Linked DNA regions of Mus musculus: all the other regions are linked to region 4. The links are chromatin contacts, called in public ChIA-PET and HiChIP or PLAC-seq maps. All regions are on one chromosome and are shown on one strand. The core of a region is the stretch at or near the end of the contact, and the rest is flanking DNA. Distances in the headings are between cores, read along the strand shown. Region 1 holds the start of Sh2b3 (SH2B adaptor protein 3). Region 2 holds the start of Atxn2 (ataxin 2). Region 3 holds the start of Bcl7a (B cell CLL/lymphoma 7A). Region 4 holds the start of Vps29 (VPS29 retromer complex component). Region 5 holds the start of Mapkapk5 (MAP kinase-activated protein kinase 5).

Region 1 (3,902 bases), core at 486-2,985, 520 kb before region 4:
TGCCCACCCAAAGAGTCACAGCAATGGGACATTCAGCAGCTGACTAGCCTCACAATGTGGGCTGGACCCCCAGAGACCTGCTCTGGAAAGGGTGTGATACAGGCCCAGGCAGCCGGAAGGGGCTCCCAAGCACCTTCAGCTCTATCGCAGAAGTGGGAGAAACCAGATGGTGGCCCAACTAGCCTAGACAGCCTGAGGCACACAAGCTGATGGCACAGCCCAGCTACTCAAAGGAAAGGACCGTCACTTCTCTAAGAACATTTTGAACGATGAGGACCAGGCACTGGGTGACATTTGGTGCCAGAGAGTCAGGAAGGAAGAGGAGCAGCAAATGACCTCAACAAAACAGATAACACCCTTGTCATGACTGCCTGCCCTCCTGATCAAGCCATCCTGTGCTCTGGTGGCCCTCACAAGTTAGGTGTCAACTGAGGGAACCCAGGCCAGGAAGGGGTTTGTCATCTGACCCTGCCCAGGGTCCTTCAGAGTTCCCTGCCCACAGACTCGGGAAACCCCAGAGCAGCTATGCTCAGGAGAGAGCCGAGGACGGTCCCAGGGCCAGGGTCAATAAAACTGGACAGTCTGAAAACCAACGGCCTGTAACTGAGGTCTTCTCCCAACGGCCTGTAACTGAGCCCTTCTCCCAGCCGGACGCAGGTGCCTTCCACACAGCATTCATTAAAACTCCACCTCATTGTAACTGCACCACAAATCTCTTCTCACTCACTGAACAGCGGGGAAACTGAGGTCGCGACCCTCATCTTGGAGAGCAGAGGAGAAAGAACACAAGTTCTGCCTCTAGGACCCTCGGTTTCCTCTCTTGTCACTGCCCAGCCCTTGAGATCCCCAAACCACAGCTGCTGCCGCTGCTGCGGGCCAGCCCCTTCCCAGCTGACCACCCATTGGGACTGCACAAGTTCCAGAATGTATTCACCCCTCCTGGCTCAGATGGCGTTTCCTCCCAGAGGAGGCCTGGGGAACAAGGTTCAGAAAGTGTCCTAAGAGCATAAAACTCTTATAACCTCAACTTCCCCCAGCGGGCCCTGGCCTGTCATGGCCTGTCCCACCCCCTTCCCCCATCTCTGGCTGATTTCACCTTTAGGACTCCGCATATCATCCTTGGTTGATCACCGGGGCACTAGTGACACACGTGTCCCCCCCTCCCACCCTCACCGCCAGCACACCCCCCCCCCCGGCAGGGGCCCAAGCACGCTGTGTGCCGGGACAGCTCTCGGTTCCTCCCGCGGCGCCCCGCCAGGCTCCTCTCCGGAGGCCCCAGCTGAAAGCACTGACCTCCGCGCCCACATCACTGCGGTCTGGGATTGGGGAAGAGAAACAGAATGAGGAAACGCCAGAAAACAGAAGCGGGACCCGGGGACGGCCGCCCGGCCCAGTTCCTCCAACACGCTCGGCGGGCCGCGCTTACCGCGCAAGCTGCGGGTCGGGGCCCGGCCGGCCCATGGCGTCGCACGGCCTCTCGGCGCTCAGGCAGGAAACCCCGGCTCGGAAAACGGCCAGCGCCTCATTTCCGCCGCCAGCTCCTGACAGCAGCCGGGGGACGCGGCCTCGGGCCGTCCCCAGGACGCTGCTGCTGCTGCCGCCGCCGATGTGGACCCCGTGTGGCCCGTGACAGTCTGGGCTGGAGAGCGGCCAGGCGGAGGCGACGGCCCGAGCCCATGCCGCCCCACGCCGTTATGTAAAGAGGAACCAGCCGCGAGCCGCGCGCGGCGGCGGAGGGCGGCCTGGGGGCGTGGCCACAGAGAGCCACGCCCCGGGGCCGCCTGCGGAGGCCGGGGGCGGAGCCTATCCCGGCCCCGCCCTCCTCTCGCGCCTCCGCCCGCTGCCCGGTGGGAGGTAGCATAGCGACAAGCTCCGCCCCCATAAGGCGCGCTCTCTGCACCCAAGTTGCGTCGCGCCCCCTAAAGAAGGGAAAAAAAATAATAATAAAATAAAGAATCTCGAAGGGGAGGAGCGTGCTCGGTCCCGCCCCTCTCGCGCTGGCCAGTCACCGCGTGCCTCGGCAAGGCGGGGCCCCTAGAAGGGGTGGGGCGGGGCTAGGCGCGCGATGGGCGTGGCTGCCCCGACCTTCGGGACCTCCTAGGGGCGCGCCCCTGCGGACTCCCTCCAAGCCCAACCTTATCTGAGCTTGCCCGGCCGGGTCTAGCAACTGCGACCGCGGTTTTCATCACCTCCAGGGGAAGGGGCCAGCCCCACCCTGGCCCCACTATCCATGACTCCGCCGAGCCGTCCTGCCTCCGCGGCGCCATCCATTTGAAGTCCGCTCCCCTCCTAAGGTCCTCGGAGTCCCGGAACGGGCCGAGTAGGCTGTTCTCTACCTGGCCGCCCGGCCGCATTCTCTAGCTTGATGAAACTTTCTCCAAGAGCTCCTTCGCATCCCAGGCAGCCGAGCCCTTTGAACGTCCACGCCTGCGCGCCCCTTAGCCCTTTACCTTTTCTCTATCGCCACATTGGCTAACAGTGGGGTGCCCCTGTTCTGAAGTGGAGTCACTCACTGCACGCCAGTCTTCCCCGCGACTCTACGGAGGGAGGGGAAAGAGGAATGCCTGTCCCCTCCCCCTCCCCCAACAGGAAGCAGGCCGCCCACGCCCCCAGCTTGGAGGGGCCACTGCAAGCCTTCCCAGACGACAGGCTCCCACGAGCCGCTGGCTCCCTGGAGCCTTCCCCTTGCTGCGTGGGACCAAATATTTGACCCCCTCCAACTCAGTTTTTTCATCTATGAAATGGAAATAACACGTGTCTCCAGCCCACTCAGGGACTGGAAGAAGTGAGTTGCTCACATTAGAGCAGCCTAACCAACCGGGCTGAATTCAGTCCCCGGGCCTGCTGTTGGAGCCCGAAGAAGGGACTCCCCCGTAGGTGGGGATTTCCACTACAATCGGACGGCAGCAAGCTGGAGCCTGGTAGCAAAATGGCTTGGAAGAAGCCCCCACCCACCCACCCCCAAAAAACGAGCCAAGGCAATGTCTTAGGCACTATAAGGTGTTTGTGGACATCAGTTAGTGATTCCCTCGTGGGGGCGCCACTCTGGTTGGGAGACAGCATCGGTGACAGCTCCGTTGTGGAGTTGTCTTTGGGACACAGGAAGAGAAATCTTTGAGTAATATTTAAGCTGCGATCTCCCACATGATGAGGGGGGAAGGCAATCCCAGTCAATGCAGCGCCAAATGCAGAGGCTCTAAAGTGCCTTGTTAGAAAAGTAGCAATGGCCCCACCTACAACGAAGGAACACGTGCTATTTTAGAGGTCTAGGTGCAGAGTCAGGTTTGGTTTGTTTTTTGTTTGTTTTTCTCAGGGAAGGGAGGGTCCTTCCTGAGGGCACTGGGGAGCTATGAAGAATCGCGAGAAAGAGCAGGCCCAGATGAGCTCTGCCACAGAGGCTGGTGTAGGTGTCCCCATTCGGGGACGCAGCACCTAAGGAGGGCTGCGGTGGAGACTAGCTTGGTTAGCCCGTAGCACGCTCCCTACGACACCTGGGGCGACTGCCGGGTACCTGCAGCCTCGCCGGGGCCAGGAGGCGCGCGCGCGCGGAGCATCAGGTATTGGCAGTCCTTGCCAAATGGTGGCTGCAATCTGCCAGCCGCAAGCACTTTCCCTCTCGTAGCCGACTGCAGCTCTGCTGAGTTAAATGGAGACTTGTGGTTCTTCCTCTTTTTAATCACAGGCCAGCCCTGCCTGCCAGATTTCTCCGAGGCCCAAACCCGTTTCCTTCCTCGCGCTCAGTTTCTTCTCGCCCCGGCGGGGCCCGCCCCAGTCCGGGTTCCCTGAAAGCCCTGCGACGTCAGAGCCTTCTGTTTATTTGTGTTTCTCATTCCGAGGGCAAAGGACTCTGAGGCGGGACCCTGCGGTGACAGCAGCGACGACCCCGGGGTTCTGCGCCCCTG
Region 2 (3,883 bases), core at 872-3,371, 640 kb before region 4:
TGTCTGTCTAGCCATGGCTGTCTTGGAACTCACTCTGTAGACTAGGTTGGCCTAGAATTTAGAAATTCACCTGCCTCTGCCTCCCAAGTGCTGGGATTAAAGGCCTGCGCCACCACTGCCGGGCTCAAGTAATGTTTTAAACCCTAGATTTGTTACTTATTTTGGCTTCTTTTGGAAACAGTGTTTCACAGAGCTGGTAAAAATGTACTATGTAGTAGTAGCCAAGGTTGGCCTTGAACTCTTTTCCCTGTGACCTCTATCTCCCGAATGCTGGGATTCAAGGCTTTGCTTTCATGTCAGGCTTCTTCAGGGTCACTTTTTCAAGGACCACCACATCTAGGAAGGCTAACTTTCCCTCTCTCCATGTTCTTGGGAAATAACAATGACCTTTTAGAAAGTGTTCACCAAATATGACAATTTTTATTTGGGCTATGTAGGTTAATTGAATTTCAACTGGACTACTAGTAACTCTTATATACGTTCTAAGTTTTTCTTTTTAATTATTCACAGGTGGACCAGGGGTGTGGAGCTGGAGAGGCAATGCTATACTCCCTATCTAAAACTGACACCCCAGATCCATTTTTCTCTCTTTTTTTTTTAAAGTCATATTTATGGCCAGTCATGGTGAAGCAGGTCTTTGATCTCAGCAGGCAGGTGGATCTATGTGAGTTCCAGAACAGCCAGGGCTGTTACACAGAGAAACCCTGTCTCGGAAAAAACCAAACAAGAACAAAAACCACCACCGACAAGGTCATACTTATATTGCTTATATATGTGTGGCACAATCCAAGGGTGGAGGGCTGGGGACAATTCCAAGCATTTAAGTTTTCTTCTTCCACATGCCAGCTCCAGGGTTGAGAGTTAGGTGGTGAGCTTAGGCAGCCTGGGCCTTTACCTTCTGAGCTATCTGCTAGCTACTTAAAAAAAAAAAAATCCATGTAGACCAACAAGTCTGGAACTCAAGAGATCCAGTTGCCTGTCCAGAGCTGGGATTAAAGGCATGTGCCATAACCAGGGGTAACTCTTCATTGAATTGCCCCTTCTTGAGACTGGGTCTCTTGTAGCTTAGCCTGGCCTAGAATTCCCTCATGAAGGTGAAGATGACCTTGACTGTCTAATCCTCCTTCCATTTCCCAAGTGCTCGTACTACAGGCAAGAACACCATGCCTGCCTTTAATTCACTGGAATGACTTTAATAGGTTGAGGGTTTTTTTTTTTCCCTCGGCCCATCACCTTCTTAAGCAATTTCACTTAGAAAAGAAAGAAAAAAAAAAAAACCAATTTAAACTCATTTGAAAAAAGTTAACCATTTGTTTCCAATTTAATTACAACACCTTAAAAAAAAAAACGGACCAGTGTTTGGTGGCCTTCCCGAGTTAAAGTAAAAGTTTTTAAAAGGGGTCAAGGTCTAAAGTTGACATTCTTGGGAAAGTCTGTTTAGTCTTCACCGAGGGAGACCCCATCACCCAGTTCTACTACCAATCAGGTCCATTTCCCTTCGGGTCCCCTGAAGGAGGAACTAAGAAGTCCGAGCGAGCTAGGGGGAAAAAAAAAAAGAGGGTTCAAATGAAGGTCAGAGACCCAACAGTTCGCCGGGGTGAATAAAGTGGGGCAAAGTGAAGCAGCTGGCGGTGGCTTCTGAGGCGGCAAGCTTCCCCACGCTGGCAGGGCAAGTCGGCACGCAGTGGCACCTGGGGGCCTACTGTGTGCCAGGCCCCGATTGCAGGTCCCCGCCCCGAAGGTGCCCGCAGGCCATCCTCTAAGTTGTGATTTGGTGGGGTGGGGGTGGGGTGAAATCAAGGTCCTCCAAGGGGGTCGAGGACACCCGAGCAGCTCACGGCGCCCGTCCCCGAAGCAGATCCCGAAGTTCAGACCCGCCTTGGCGAGGGCGGATCCCTCCTGGCCCCCTCCACGGCCCTAGTTCGACCCCGGGGAGAGCGAACGCGGCCCAGCGCTGCGCCCCGCTCCTCACGTGTCCCTGATCGGCCCCCCGGGCCGTCTCACGTTCGACTTCCGCCTGACCCTTCCGACTTCCGGTAAAGAGTCCCCCCCCCCACCCCCGACACCTCCCCCGCCCCGGGTCTGTTTCGCATCTCCGCGCCCTCCAGGCCCGCGTCAACCCCGTCCGCGTCCGCCAGCCCGGGTCCCATGCGTTCGTCCACCGCCGCCGCTCAGCGGCCCGCGGCGGGGGACCCCGAGCCGCGCCGCCCGGCGGGCTGGGCCGCGCGGCGCTCGCTCCCGCGGACGGCGCGGCGCGGCGGGCGGGGCGGCGCGGTGGCGTATCCCTCCGCCGGCCCTCCCCCGCGCGGCCCCGGCGCCCCTCCCCGCGGGCCGCGCTCGCCACCCTGCGCCTCAGACTGTTTTGGTAGCAACGGCCACGGCGCGTCCCGGCCCGGCTCCCGGCGGCTGCTCGGTGTCTGCGGGCCTCCCCGCCCCTTCGTCGTTGTCCTGCTGCCTCTGGCCCCCGCGGCCACGCCGGCCCGCGCCTGCCCGCCCGGCGTCCGCGCGTCCCCGCCGCGCTCCGGCGTCTCCTCCTCGGCGCGCCCGGCACCCGGCTGTCCCCGCCCGGCGTGCGAGCCGGTGTATGGGCCGCTCACCATGTCGCTGAAGCCGCAGCCGCAGCCGCCCGCGCCCGCCACTGGCCGCAAGCCCGGCGGCGGCCTGCTCTCGTCGCCCGGCGCCGCGCCGGCCTCGGCCGCGGTGACCTCGGCTTCCGTGGTGCCGGCCCCGGCCGCGCCGGTGGCGTCTTCCTCGGCGGCCGCGGGCGGCGGGCGTCCCGGCCTGGGCAGGTGGGTGTCAGCTCCCCCAGCCCCCTCCGCGCCGGGCCGATCCCGCGCCGCTCGTCCCCTCCCCCGCCTCGCGCCCCGTGACCGGCCGGCTTCGCGATGTGCCGGGGGGCCCGCGGAGGGGCGGGAGGCGCCGGCAGATTCCTTCGGGCTTCTCGGGCCGTGTCCAGCCTCCCGCACCATCGCGTCCCCTCCCCCCAGACGGCCAAGATGGACGGCCCTGGCGGCCCCCTGCCCCTCCCGGGTGTGCCAGGGGCGATTGGTATCCCGCCCCACCCCCTTGCTGCGCCCCCCCCCCCGATAGAAGGGCGGCTGAGCCTGGGTGCGGGTCGCAGGGGGTGGGGGGATCCTCTCCTGAAATGAGCCTCTTTGCCGGGTGGGGAGTCGGGAGGGAGGAGGGGAGATTGAGGCCCAGCCGCCCCAGGTAGGGTCAAGCCGGGTGTCCTGCATATCTATCCCCCGCCCCGCAGACCCTGGGAAGGTGGGCGACGGAGGCGAGGTGGGTGCCAGCGGCCTAACGCACCCATCCCCCTTTAGATCTGGGGCGGCGGGGTTCCCGCAGCGGGCCGTTCTTCCCCTCCCCCCCCCCAACTGGGGAAGGGGTGGGAGTGCCCGGCTCCCTCCAGGCCCGCCTCCCTCCTTCCCCGCAAGGTCCCCTGCGCGCGGGTGGTGGCCGATCCGCATTGCTGTTCCTCGTCCGCGGAGCAGAAGGCGCCTTTGAATAGAGGTGGGCGAGGGCCGGACTCTTGAGGTGGGTTGGCCGCGGGCTCTGGACACGCACCGCATTTTCCCTCCCAACCCCCCCCCCCCCCGGCCCAGTTCCTGCAATTTTTAGGGGTGAGGCGCCGCAACAGAGGAGTTGGTGCGGGTCCGAAGGCAACAACTCCCGAGTGTTGGCTTGCGCCCTGGTCCCCCTCTCCCCTTCCCTGGGCCCGATCTCGTTGGTAGGCTGGGGTGCTGTCCTGTGTGACTGGACTCTGGAGGGTGTGTGCGTGCGGGGGTGGGGAGTGGTGGGGGTGCTTGTCAGTTCGTATTTCACGAACTAAGAAAATGCTTAGTGTTAAAACGGAGAGGCAGATGCCAATAGACTCCATTCC
Region 3 (3,643 bases), core at 829-3,328, 990 kb after region 4:
TTCCCTGCTCCCTGCCCCAGCTCCTGCCTAGTCTAGGAAACTCCTGTAAGTGGGGTCATACAATCTTTGTCCTTATATGCCTACATCTTTCTACTTAGCATGCTTTCACACATTTTTAGAGGTATTGGTATTGCTTTTATCAAGGAATAATAATACCACTGAAAAGACATCTGTTCATCAATTGGGATTTGGATTTTTAGTATTCTTACATTTCATTTAGGGTGTGTGTATGTGTGTGTGAGTGTGCGTGTGGTATGTAAACATGTGCTGATCCAAGGACAACTTTCACGGGTTCTGTTTTCCACAGCGTGAGTTCTGAGACCTGAACTCTTGCCTGCAGGCTTGGCAGCAAACACATTTACTAAGACATCTTGCAGACCAGATATTCGGACTTTTGATATATCTTATTTAAATACACACACACACATACATATATACACATATATTCTATGTGGGAATTGTGGTGTAGCACTTGCCTAGCATACACAATTTCTGCACTAAACAAAAATGAATTCCCTGGGGTCCAAGCACATATCTGATGATCAAATACAGAGGGTCAAATGCATGAGACTTCGGATTTATGGCACATTTTTCAATCCATCACAGAACGATTCTTTGACATATTTGTGGGGTGTGTTATTTTGTTTTGAGACAGGGTTTTCTTTTTGTGGCCCTGGCTGTCCTAGAACTCACTACTATGTAGACCAGACTGGCTTTGAGTCTTGAATACATAGAATCGGCCTGCTTCTGCTTCCCAAGTGCTGGGATTAAAGGTGTGTACCACCACTGCCTGGCTCCATTGTTTTGTTGTTGTTGTTGGTTTTTTGCTTTTGTTTGTTTTGGTTTGGGTTGTTTTTTTGTTTTGTTTTGTTTTAAGACAGGGCCTCACTATGTAGTCCTGGAACTACCTACATAAACCAGGTTGGTCTTGAACCACAGATCTCTACCTGCTTCTGCCTGGAATTAAAGGAGTGGGCTACCACATCTGATTGTTGTTCTTATTTTTAAATTTTCGCTTTAGGACCGTGCGTTTAAAGTGGTTAAAAGAAGCCTGGGGGAAATTTCCCCAGATTCTCACACCCATTTCCCCACTAGCTCCCTCTACCAAACCCCTGCAACCCCCCCAGACTTCAGGGGGAGATGCTTGGTACTAGAATCATGGCAGTCACAGATGAAGGTCACTGCTGCAACCTTCAATAACTCCTTGACTCAGTTTGTCCATCTGTGAAATGACTGATGTTGCGCTAGTTCCTCTCCAGGTAGCAGCTCTCTCACTTCAGGTCATCTCTTTTCCCAGCATTCACGTGGACAAGCATTCGCTCTGGTCCAGTCTGTGTAGCCGCAACTGCACACCCACCTGTCCCTATACTGGGTGACCGCGGTAGATCCTGTCACCCAGCTCTGTCCTAGGGTAGGGAGACAGCCTCTCATAAGTCCTTCTGTGTTGGGCCAGTCTAGTTTACCTGCTGCTCCGGGTCATTACACTGCACTTCCACCAGGAGCCGTTTAAGATTAAATTGTCATTTTCGGTCAAACCCCAGGGAGGTTGATCCGTGACTGGGACAACTTATCTCTAAGGGAAAGAAAGCCCAGAGACAATGTCAATTGCCACCGGGTTCGGGCACCTTTCCTACGACTCTAGTTTAAGCATGGGGAGGAGACGTTCTAGCTCGCACATTTTAACAGGGCAGCTGGCCAGAGACCGGCGCCTCAACTCTTTCTAAGATCACCTCGCGTCCCGAACCGCCGCCTCCAACTCTTGAGAACTCAAACGCCCGACAAGAAACTTGCACGATCGCGCCCGCGGCCACCAACCCGAGCCAGAGCACCCACGGCCTGCAGTCTGCCATCCCCAGGGTGTGTGTCTTGGGGGGGGGAGGGGCCCCCCATCGCACCTGCGGCCTCTGGGTGAGTCCTGGCGCGGGCCCGTCCCGCGTGCTGGGAGGTCGGGGTTACCCGGGAGAGCTTTCCCAGAGTGAGGTCCCCGAGGCTCCCCGGGGAGGGCGGCGGCACCCGGAGGCCGCACTGCTGGCGGCCGCGCCGCTCCCCCTCGCTCTGTGCAGCTGCCGCCCCGGCGCTTGCGCACTGGGCCCCGGGCGCGCGGCGGCACCAGGCTTTGTGTGTGCGCGTATGTGTGTGAGTGTGTGTCTGTGCGCGAGTGAGAGAGCGGGCGAGTGTGGCGAGCAGGACCCGGCGGGCGCGCTCCCCCAGCCTCCCTCTCTCTCTCTCTTTCCTCTCTCTCTCCCTCCCCGCCAGAACCATGTCGGGCAGGTCGGTTCGAGCCGAGACCAGGAGCCGGGCCAAAGATGATATCAAGAGGGTCATGGCGGCTATCGAGAAAGTGCGCAAATGGTAAGCCGAGGCGCCTGCTCGCTCTCTCGCTCGCCCCGGCTCGCTGCACCGCGTCGCGGCCGCCAGCAAGCCCGGACCCAGCGCGTAGAGCGGCGGGGCGCAGCGGCCCCGGGCCCGGAGTTGGCGAGGGCGCGCGGCCGGGGTCACCTGCGCCCCGCGGGGGCTGCGTCCGCTGCCCAGGTGTGCTTGGCGCCGGTCACCCACCTGGCGCGGCGGCGGCGAGAGCGGCGGCGGCGGCGGCAGGAGCCCGGAGCTCGGAGCTCGGCTCTCGGGAGAGGGGGGTTCGCAGCCGGCCCCAGAAGCCATTTCGTTTTTTTGTGCAAGTCACATGAAAGCGGCTTCCCGCGCGCCGGGGCCGTGATGCCGGCGGCGGCGGGCAGAGCGCGAGCTCCATTGTGCAGCGCGGAGCGGGCCGCCGTCTCCTCCCGGGGCGGCGCGGCGCCGGTGTCCCCCCCCCCCAACACACACACACACACATACACACACACATCCTACGCCCCGACCCGCCCGCAGCTCCCCGCCTCCCAGGCCTCGGCGCCCTCGAGTCTGCGGAGTTTGCAGAGCGCGAGCCGTTTAAATTTAGCGCTTTGGGCAGCCTGGAGCGAGGGCTCCGGGCGAGGAAGGAAGATGGGGGCGAGCGCTAGGAAGGCGGTGGCGCGGCCGGGGCGCGGAGCACCCACGGCTCCCACGCGCTCCGCGCGGCACCCGAAGCTCGGGGAGCGCGATGTTTGCATCCAGAAGCCAAGTCCTGGGCCGTGTCTTGCCTCCTTCTTGCTGGAGCTGGTGTTTGTTTTGCGGAGAGAACGAGCGACCGTTGTTTTTGTTCTCTGCACTGGGGGAGGAGGAGACCGCGAGATTCGGTGTGGGCCGTGCGTGTTTTTCAAGCTCAAATTAGATCCTGCCCGGCGTGGCCTCGTTATAATTAGTAGGATGGAACATTTTCTCGGCCCTCGTCGGGATCTGACACCGAGGCGGCCCCAGAGGCCAGGCCTGAGGCGCCAGTAGTCCACCACCAGGTTGGGTCAGACTTGTTGAAAACTCCCTGCTCCCTGATTTTAACTTTATTACGGTTTTTTTCCCACGGCTTCATCTGGGTCCGAGAGGGAGAGGAGCAGCTGCGAGGGTGTCCCCAAGTGTCAGCAGCCGCTGGCTGGATCTGTCCTTTATAGGAACTGGCTAGGCTCCACTGCAGGCTGGGTTGTTTTTTTTTTTTTTTTTTTGGGGGGGGGGGTCATTTCTTGAGTAACGCCTCTGTTGTTGTTGTCCTTTTTTTTTTTTTAAACACTACTGG
Region 4 (3,617 bases), core at 370-2,869:
CAGAAAGGACGGTGGGATCCACTGAACAACTTAGTCATGCCTGTCAAATGCAAGTGATTCTTCTGTTGCGTGTTAGCGCCCTGTGGGTCAGACTGCCTGAGATGGAAATAGGGGATTTTAGTTTTACAGAGACAAGACTACTCCTCAATCAAAACACTAGTTATCCAAAATTGTTGGCAAACTTCATCCTTCCGAAACTTCAAGGCCTTTTCCGACTAACCCATTTCATCCTGGCTCTACTAATTGCTCTACGCTTGATCTTGGGCTAAAGGCTGGAAACTAAGTGGTTAGCACTTGCATCCATTCATGGGCTATCCATACGACAACAGCATTGAGCATCTTGGCTTCCAACATGCTAGGCTAGGTTAACATGTTGTTAGACTATAACGATCTCAACTTTGATGCTGTGTCAAGCCTTAGCAAAGTGCATCACTATGAGAGGAGGCACCATGACAGGAATTCACCACACGGTGTCCTAATTGTATGTGATGCCACAGAGCTGGAAACAGTGGTTTGAAATCCTTTTTTCCTGAATATGTCCGAACAATTTCCCGTTAAGTGATTACACTGAACTTTTTGGTCAAGATACACCTGGGAGTTAAACTACTCAGCCGATCCACACAGCGTTTTATAGACTAATTTACATTAGGAAATGCCGTATACCCTTACCTACATACACAGTAAGACTTCAATAAATATGCATCGACATAAAATTCAACATTATTTCTCCTGCAAGCCAATTTCCGTGCTAATGCTCTCATTCATTTTGAGTTCTCCCAACCTCTGAAGGGGGATGGTACACTGGCCCTTCTTTGGTCTGTCTACACACAAACCCGGTCCCCAGCCCAAGCATCCCACCCCCCTTATAAGGCTATGTATTATACAGTTCTCCACACAGTCTTTCTAATTTCTGATCTCACTACATGGACTTTTTATTTAGCCCATGCTTCTAACAACCTCTATCAACGAAGGGGCTAATATTAGTCTCATTTTTCGACTGAGGGACAGAGAGGATTGTTCGAGATTATATATTAAAACAAAAACAAAACCCAACAACAATAAAAAAAATGTCTCCGGCAGAATGTCGAATAAAGCAGCAGGTTGGTTTTCCCACAGCTCAAAAATACTTTTGCTGGTCAAGTATTATTTCCCCCCTTGAATTCTCTCCACATCAGCCCTCCTCAATCCGAGTTTAAGGCCCAATGGCACAATTCTTTTCTCGGTCACCGAATTAAACCCTGGACATAAATCAAATGGAACGGGGCTGGCATGCTCTTCGAAGCCCAGCATGGCCCTCGCGAGGCGCGCTATGGCAGCTTCAGTCGTGGCGAAGAATGGCGGAGGAGGCCGAAGAAGACGATGGATAAACCCTGCACGAGGCGTTAGACTTTTCCCTCTTCTAAGTAGCAAAGCAAGAATGGCCGCTCCACCTTTCACCTGGCCGCCCGTCATCCCGCACTTCAGCATGGCTACGGGCAGAGCAGGCATGGAGGGCGCAAGCGCGCCAGCCGCGGGTGCCCGGATGTTGCCCCCGCACTTTCCGCGAGCTCAGCCTTTCCTTTGCCCCGCCCACGAGCGATTTCTTGCAGCGCCGGGTTTTTTTTTTTTTTCCCTTGACGGGAAATGACCCTTACGGGCCCCCGTAAGACAGGCTCTTGCCAACTTCGCGTCTCATTGGTGGCGGAAGAAGTGGGCGGGTCGACCGAGGAGCCTGAGGAAGAGGGCGGCGGCGTTCGTGGTGATTGAACGGAGCCCTGGTGACAGGATGGTGAGCCCCACGGCGGCTGCTACCCGGGTGGGGCCGGGATGCTGCGGCGTCCGGTTGAGGGAGTGGGGTGGGGGCGCGAGGAGGATCCGGGTGGCCGCGGAGTTGGAACGGGAGGACCGCGGCTGGTTGAGGGTGCGGCTCGGCCTGATGTCGCCCCCTCGCCCCAGCGGCCAGAGGGCGTGCGAGGCGGACCCGGCGGCCGGACCCGGTCACGAGATCGGCTCCGGCAGTCGGTGTGACCGCACGTCTCTTCCCTCCTGGTCCTTCCCGGCTTGCTGGGGGTAGCCGGCCTCGGGGCAGAGCGCGAAGTAGCCGTCGCACTGGCCGCCACTCCGGACGGGGACCCGGAAAGGGGACTGCTCGTCTCCTGTGGCCGCTGCGGCCCCATTGAGCGATGTCGTGGGGATCGTTTGGAGCCTGCGGAGATGCGCGGGGTTGTTCGGAGAGCCTTAGCTTACCCAGTCTGCATCAGACCTTTAGGCCCGTCCCCCCCAATAGATTGCTGTCCCTACGACTTTTCTGTGCAGACACGTCCTTGTAATCCGATTTTCGAAGGCACTCTTTGCTCTCTAAAGTTGGGGGGGGGGACTGCTGTTTGTCCTGATGAAGGTTAAAGTGAAGGCACCTCACTGGCTGCTGGGCACGCGTTGCGTTTTTCACAGATTATCCTTGTGCAGACAACCTTTTAAAAAGGTGGCCTAGCAAACACAGAAGTGGATGCTCACAGTCAGCTAATGGATGGATCACAGGGCTCCCAATGGAGGAGCTAGAGAAAGTATCCAAGGAGCTAAAGGGATCTGCAACCCTATAGGTGGAACAACATTATGAACTAACCAGTACCCCGGAGCTCTTGACTCTAGCTGCATATGTATCAAAAGATGGCCTAGTCGGCCATCACTGGAAAGAGAGGCCCATTGGACATGCAAACTTTATATGCCCCAGTACAGGGGAACGCTAGGGCCAAAAAGGGGGAGTGGGTGGGTATGGGAGTGGGGGTGGGTGGCTACGGGGGCCTTTTGGTATAGCATTGGAAATGTAAATGAGATAAATACCTAATAAAAAATGGAAAAGAAAAAAAAAAAGGTGGCTTTATAAGCCGTTCCAAAGGTATATGCTTAAATTCACTGGATTTTGGCATCTAAAAGAGAATTATTTTGCTTTAGACTCCAGTTTAAAGTAGACTAGTTCTTTGATGGCAATTTGGAGACACTTGCAAGGAAGAAGAATTTGCTGGAATGATTGCATATTCATGTCTCTGAAGTCGTTTTGAGGGGTGAACGCTTATGTTTAAGGGCAGTTGCTATGCTGGGCATCACGTTTCTTTTAAATTTTTATTTTGAATTTTTGTGTATGTGTCTCTACATGAGTTTATGTGCACCAAACAAGTTCAGGAGCTACTGGAGACCAGAGGGCTTCGGATCCCCCGGAACTGGAGTTACAGGGAGTTGTGAGGTGCCACGCGGGTACTGGGAACCAAATCCGGGTCCTTCAAAGATCAGCAAGTGCTTTTTAATTGCTGAGCCATCTCTTCCATCCTAAGTCAGGTTATAACGATGTAGCCCTACTGGCCTGGAAATCAGAGATCTGCCTGCCTCTGTCTCCTGAGAGTGGGCACTAAAGGAGTGTGCCACCACACAGAGCTTGATCTTGACATTTTTGTCACATGATAAAGTACTCCAGCTAGTAATATCCTCTATAGCACATAACTTACCCTGGAGTGTGATTTTTCAATACTAGAACCTCAAACATAAAATAAATAAATATATATATGTGTGTATGTATGTGTATATATATACATACACACACACATATATACATATCTATATACACACACATATATATACATACA
Region 5 (3,953 bases), core at 1,436-3,935, 810 kb before region 4:
ATTCTGTTTTGTTTTTTTGAGACAAGTATCACTATGTAGTCCAGGCTGGCTTGTAACTCTCCTTGTAGACCAAGCTGGCCTTGAATTCACAGAGTTCCAGGCCTCTGCTTCCTAAGAGCTTAGCTTAATGGTGTGTTTCCCCTTGTCTTACCTATTTGATTTTAATTACGTGTGCGCTATGGAGGCAGAAGAAGGTGTCAGATCCCTTAGAGCTAGAGTTATAGACTACTGTGACTGTGAGCCACCTAGTGTGACCTCTAAGAACCAAACTGGAGCCCTCTACAAAAGCAATACATCCTCTTAATCACTGAGCCATCTCTCCAGCCCTCCCCAGAAAAAGTTCCGGTTTTTTGTTTCTTTTTTTTTTTTTTTTTTCTTTTTTTTTTTAAAGGATTCAGTATGCCCAAAAAGGATTCAGTAGCCAAGCTGAGTTGGATCCTTGGAACTCACATAATGGAAGGAGAACCAATTTCCATGTGTGTACATGCACTCATATACACACAAACACACAGACACTTAAAATGTATAATACATTTAAAGACTAAAAGAACAATATTGATACTGAGTCAAAACTAAGGACATTCCATTTCTTTTTTGTTTTGTTGATCTGTTTTTGTTATGGCAACTCACTGTGTTGCTTAGGCTAACCTTGAACTCCTGGCCTCAAGCACATGCCACCATAACCCAGCAAATATACATATTCTCAATGGTGAAACAAAATCAATGAAGACTAAATGTATGAAATTGTCAAATACACAGAAAAACATGAAGAATGTTGACACAAAACAAAGCTGTCACTTTAAATTTTAAAATACTCTAAACAAACTCTACTTTAGTAGGTGGTGGTGGCGGCGGCAAACACCTTTAATCCCAGCACTCAGGGAGGCAGAGGCAGGTGGATCTTTGAATTTGAGGCCAGCCTCAAACAGAAAATGAGTTCCAGGACAGCCAGGGCTACACAGAGAAACCCTGCCTCGAAAAAAACAAAACAAAACAAAACAAAAAACAGAAAAGAGTTTGTAGTTTCATGATGGCCTCTTTACTCTTTGTGGCCAAAGACAACCTTGAACTTTTTATTTCATTTTTTTTTTAATGTGTGTCTCCAAAGATGAGAGGGCAACTTGCCAGAGTTGGTGCTCTCCAGCCATGTGGGTCTAAGGATCTTACTCTGGTCACCAGGCTTGGACTGAGGCTCCTCTTCTGAGCCAGATATTAAATCACAGCATTGGCTGGGATCCTCAACTACTGATCCTCCCGCGTGTGTGTGTGTGGGGGGGGGGGTGACCCCTCCCCGTGCCAGTTTCATGCAGTGCAAGGGATCAAACCCAAGGGTTCATGCATGGTGAGTACTCTACCAGCTGGCTATATTCCCAGTCCCATTTGGGGTCGTTTTAGAATACGGGGCGCTTTAAACTCTTCAGAAATAAACTCTTGATTCTTGAGAGTAGACAAGAGAACAGAAGGAAATGAACGCACAGAGAAGGGAAAAGCCAAAGGGCAGGTTTTGGGCAAAGGTAAAGCAACTCCTGAAGTTGAAGGTCTCAAACAGGCTTGGTTCAGAGCCATCAGGAGGGGTCAGAGCCACTGCCAAGTGTCGCAGTGGGTCACCAAGATGCAAATGGACACAGTTGGAGGTGATGGAAACATGAGAGTCCTAAGAAGCCCTCTTATATCCCACTCATATGAAGTATCTCCACACTACTCAACTTCGTTCTAGCTGAGCACAAATTGCATCAACCAAGGAGGCTAGAGGGAATCGGAGACACCACCCTACACAAGCCAACACTCTGGGCCTTCAAATGCGGTCCCCTTCCCCGGGAGGCCGAAAACCGAACTTACTAGATGCTAGGAACTAGAACCTCTACCTCCCATTCAAATTCTCTCTATTTCCCAAGGCCCACGATGAGCGGAATCGCGGTTGTCGACAAAGCAGGGTACGGGTTGCATCTCCCGCTTACCTTGATGGCTTTCTCCATGTCGCTGTCCTCCGACATGCTCCGCTGGGCTCCCACAGCCCGAAGCGGCGGAGGCTGCGCGGCTGTCCCGTCCCCTGGCAGCCGAGGAAGCAAAGGGCTCGGAGCTCGGGGAGACGGGCAGCGCCCGCCCCTAGGGAGCGGAGGGGATGAAGGTCCGGGTGCCGGCTCGGCTTCCGCAGGCGGCTCTAAGCTGGTGGCGGCGGTGGCGGCGGCAGCGGCGGCGGCCCCTGGGGACAAGCCTTTGTGCTGGGCCCCGCGCAGCCGCTTCCCGGCCTCATCCCCGGCCGGGGAGGCAGGCTCCCGGGGCAGGGCGAGGCGGGGAGGGGCCCGGCCTGGAGCGCCGTGCGGGGCTTTGGCGGGGCCGCCGCTTAGGCCTGGGTTCGCCAGCTCCTGAGGAGAAGCCTGCGCCGCCGCCTCCGCCTTCCCCGCCGCCGCCGGCACCAGCACCGTAGCGAAGCCGAAGCCGAGCCCGCCGCCGCTGCCGCCGCCGCCGCCGCCGCCGCCGCCGCCGCTCCCACTGCCGCTCCAGCGCCACACATCGCCGGGACGCCTGCGCCGGGCAGCCCGCCGGCCGCCCGCCCGCGCCTCACCCTCTGCAGCTTCACGCCAGCCATGCTGCCGCGGGGCTCTGCGACCACCCAGCCCCGCGCGCCTCTCGCCGGCATCCGCCGGCCTTTCTGAGGCTTTCCCGAGCCGCGCGGTGGATGTGCAGGCGCCAGCCGGGTCGTCCCCGGGGCGCGCCGCACGCAGCACAGGCCCCCGGGCCTTCCACTGACGTGGCGCTGGGTGAATGACGTAAGACGGCGCGAGGCCTGGCCTGCCGAAAGAGAAGCGGAATGCAGGGAGGGCGCATGCGCGGGAGCCCGCTGCTGAGTGTCTTGTGTTTTGAGCGAAACCTGTGGATGCAGCCAAGGAGTTGGCTGGGAAGTGGGATGGTAACGTGGGACATACAGAAATCTGGCTGTGTGGGAACCAACCGGATCGTGCTCGTCCTGTCAGCTTAGCGGGGTCGGAGATGTTGCTGCCTGCTGCAGCCATCTCAGCATCCCGAGGATGCTAGAAGCGGGAAGGAGGGACAAACGAGTTCTTGGCTTCCATGCGGACGGTTTTAGGACTAGCCAGTTTATGAAGCAGAATTGAAGGTTTGGTTGATTGATTGATTGATTGATTGATTAATTGATTTTTCGAGACAGGGTTTCTCTGTGTAACCCTGGCTGTCCCGGAGCTCACTCTGTAGACCAGGCTGGCCTCGAACTCGGAAATCTGCCTGCCTCTGCCTCCCAAATGCTGGGATTAAAGGCGTGTGTCACCACCGCCCGGCTCTGAAGGTTTTATTAACGATTACTTAAATGGAAGCGTATCCCTGAGAGAGTCATAAGAGACGAGTACACAAAGTATACACAAAGGAGTTTAGTACACGTCCTTTCTGTTAGATTTCTGAGGCAGTTCAAAGGAACAGACAGGGAGCAAAAGAGAGATGGGAGCCTGACCTCTTAACAGTCAGGACTGTGATTACTGGTGCGCACAGCAGGGGGCACAGTCCTCCTCCTGGAAGTTGGACTCCTCTACCAGAGGAAAAAGCTGGCTTCGAGGAGCCTATATAGTAAGGGTGTTAAGAATGCAGAAATATGGGGGGAGAGGCCTCAGGCCACTTCCCATTTCGTTTTATGAAGTTATCTAAATCAATTTAGATATTAAAATCAAAACTTCCAAGTTTTGGCCAGCAGTAGCCTTTGTCCAATGTGCATGGAGGCTAGATTGGGACCAAGAGCTGAGCAAGTTAGTGTCTTGAGGTCTCCCCATAGAGAGCTCTTTTAGATTAGCCTTCAGCCAGGCTAATGGTATGTCCTTTGGAATGGACAGTTTGGAACCCATGGCAGGCGTGCAACCAAGGTAAAAACATGGGTTAAATTGAGTCACCCAGGGGTATCCCTCAGATTTTCGATTAACCAAATGTAATGAGCATATTTAAAAAAA

Evidence for each region. ChIA-PET counts read pairs in DNA pulled down with a chosen protein or histone mark. HiChIP or PLAC-seq counts read pairs in DNA pulled down with a chosen protein or histone mark.
Region 1: a contact with region 4 is called in an RNA polymerase II ChIA-PET map of memory CD8 T cells, with 21 read pairs. The contact joins the promoter of Sh2b3 here to the promoter of Vps29 in region 4. A contact is called at or near these places in 4 of 39 promoter capture datasets (the 3T3-L1 cell line, hippocampal neurons, liver and 1 more) and 4 of 115 datasets of contacts at active chromatin or transcription factors (bone marrow-derived dendritic cells, embryonic hindbrain, memory CD8 T cells and 1 more).
Region 2: an H3K4me3 HiChIP or PLAC-seq map of embryonic forebrain shows a contact between it and region 4, with 2.3 times the contacts expected there. The contact joins the promoter of Atxn2 here to the promoter of Vps29 in region 4. A contact is called at or near these places in 2 of 115 datasets of contacts at active chromatin or transcription factors (bone marrow-derived macrophages and embryonic forebrain) and 1 of 9 other capture datasets (embryonic stem cells).
Region 3: a FOXA1 HiChIP or PLAC-seq map of pancreatic cancer cells shows a contact between it and region 4. The contact joins the promoter of Bcl7a here to the promoter of Vps29 in region 4. A contact is called at or near these places in 1 of 39 promoter capture datasets (liver) and 1 of 115 datasets of contacts at active chromatin or transcription factors (pancreatic cancer cells).
Region 5: an HNF4G HiChIP or PLAC-seq map of pancreatic cancer cells shows a contact between it and region 4. The contact joins the promoter of Mapkapk5 here to the promoter of Vps29 in region 4. A contact is called at or near these places in 2 of 115 datasets of contacts at active chromatin or transcription factors (bone marrow-derived macrophages and pancreatic cancer cells) and 1 of 9 other capture datasets (adipose tissue).

Annotation. Positions count from the first base shown.
Region 1 is chr5:121,835,124-121,839,025 of GRCm38.p6, forward strand. It overlaps Sh2b3 (SH2B adaptor protein 3), which reads right to left and starts at 1,736. Exons shown (of 8, transcript NM_008507.4): 1 at 1,427-1,736. Gm32422 (a long non-coding RNA gene) reads left to right here and starts at 3,038. Exons shown (of 2, transcript XR_387683.2): 1 at 3,038-3,557; 2 at 3,683-3,902.
Region 2 is chr5:121,709,488-121,713,370 of GRCm38.p6, forward strand. It overlaps Atxn2 (ataxin 2), which reads left to right and starts at 2,122. Exons shown (of 25, transcript NM_009125.2): 1 at 2,122-2,789. The coding sequence starts at 2,149.
Region 3 is chr5:123,342,370-123,346,012 of GRCm38.p6, forward strand. Bcl7a (B cell CLL/lymphoma 7A) reads left to right here and starts at 2,079. Exons shown (of 6, transcript NM_029850.3): 1 at 2,079-2,352. The coding sequence starts at 2,261. It overlaps Gm15860 (predicted gene 15860), which reads right to left and starts at 2,773. Exons shown (of 2, transcript NR_165267.1): 1 at 2,557-2,773.
Region 4 is chr5:122,352,709-122,356,325 of GRCm38.p6, forward strand. Vps29 (VPS29 retromer complex component) reads left to right here and starts at 1,620. Exons shown (of 4, transcript NM_019780.2): 1 at 1,620-1,768. The coding sequence starts at 1,766. Rad9b (RAD9 checkpoint clamp component B) reads right to left here and starts at 1,497. Exons shown (of 13, transcript NM_001382853.1): 1 at 1,431-1,497. The coding sequence starts at 1,467.
Region 5 is chr5:121,543,207-121,547,159 of GRCm38.p6, forward strand. Mapkapk5 (MAP kinase-activated protein kinase 5) reads right to left here and starts at 2,686. Exons shown (of 14, transcript NM_010765.2): 1 at 1,959-2,686. The coding sequence starts at 1,994.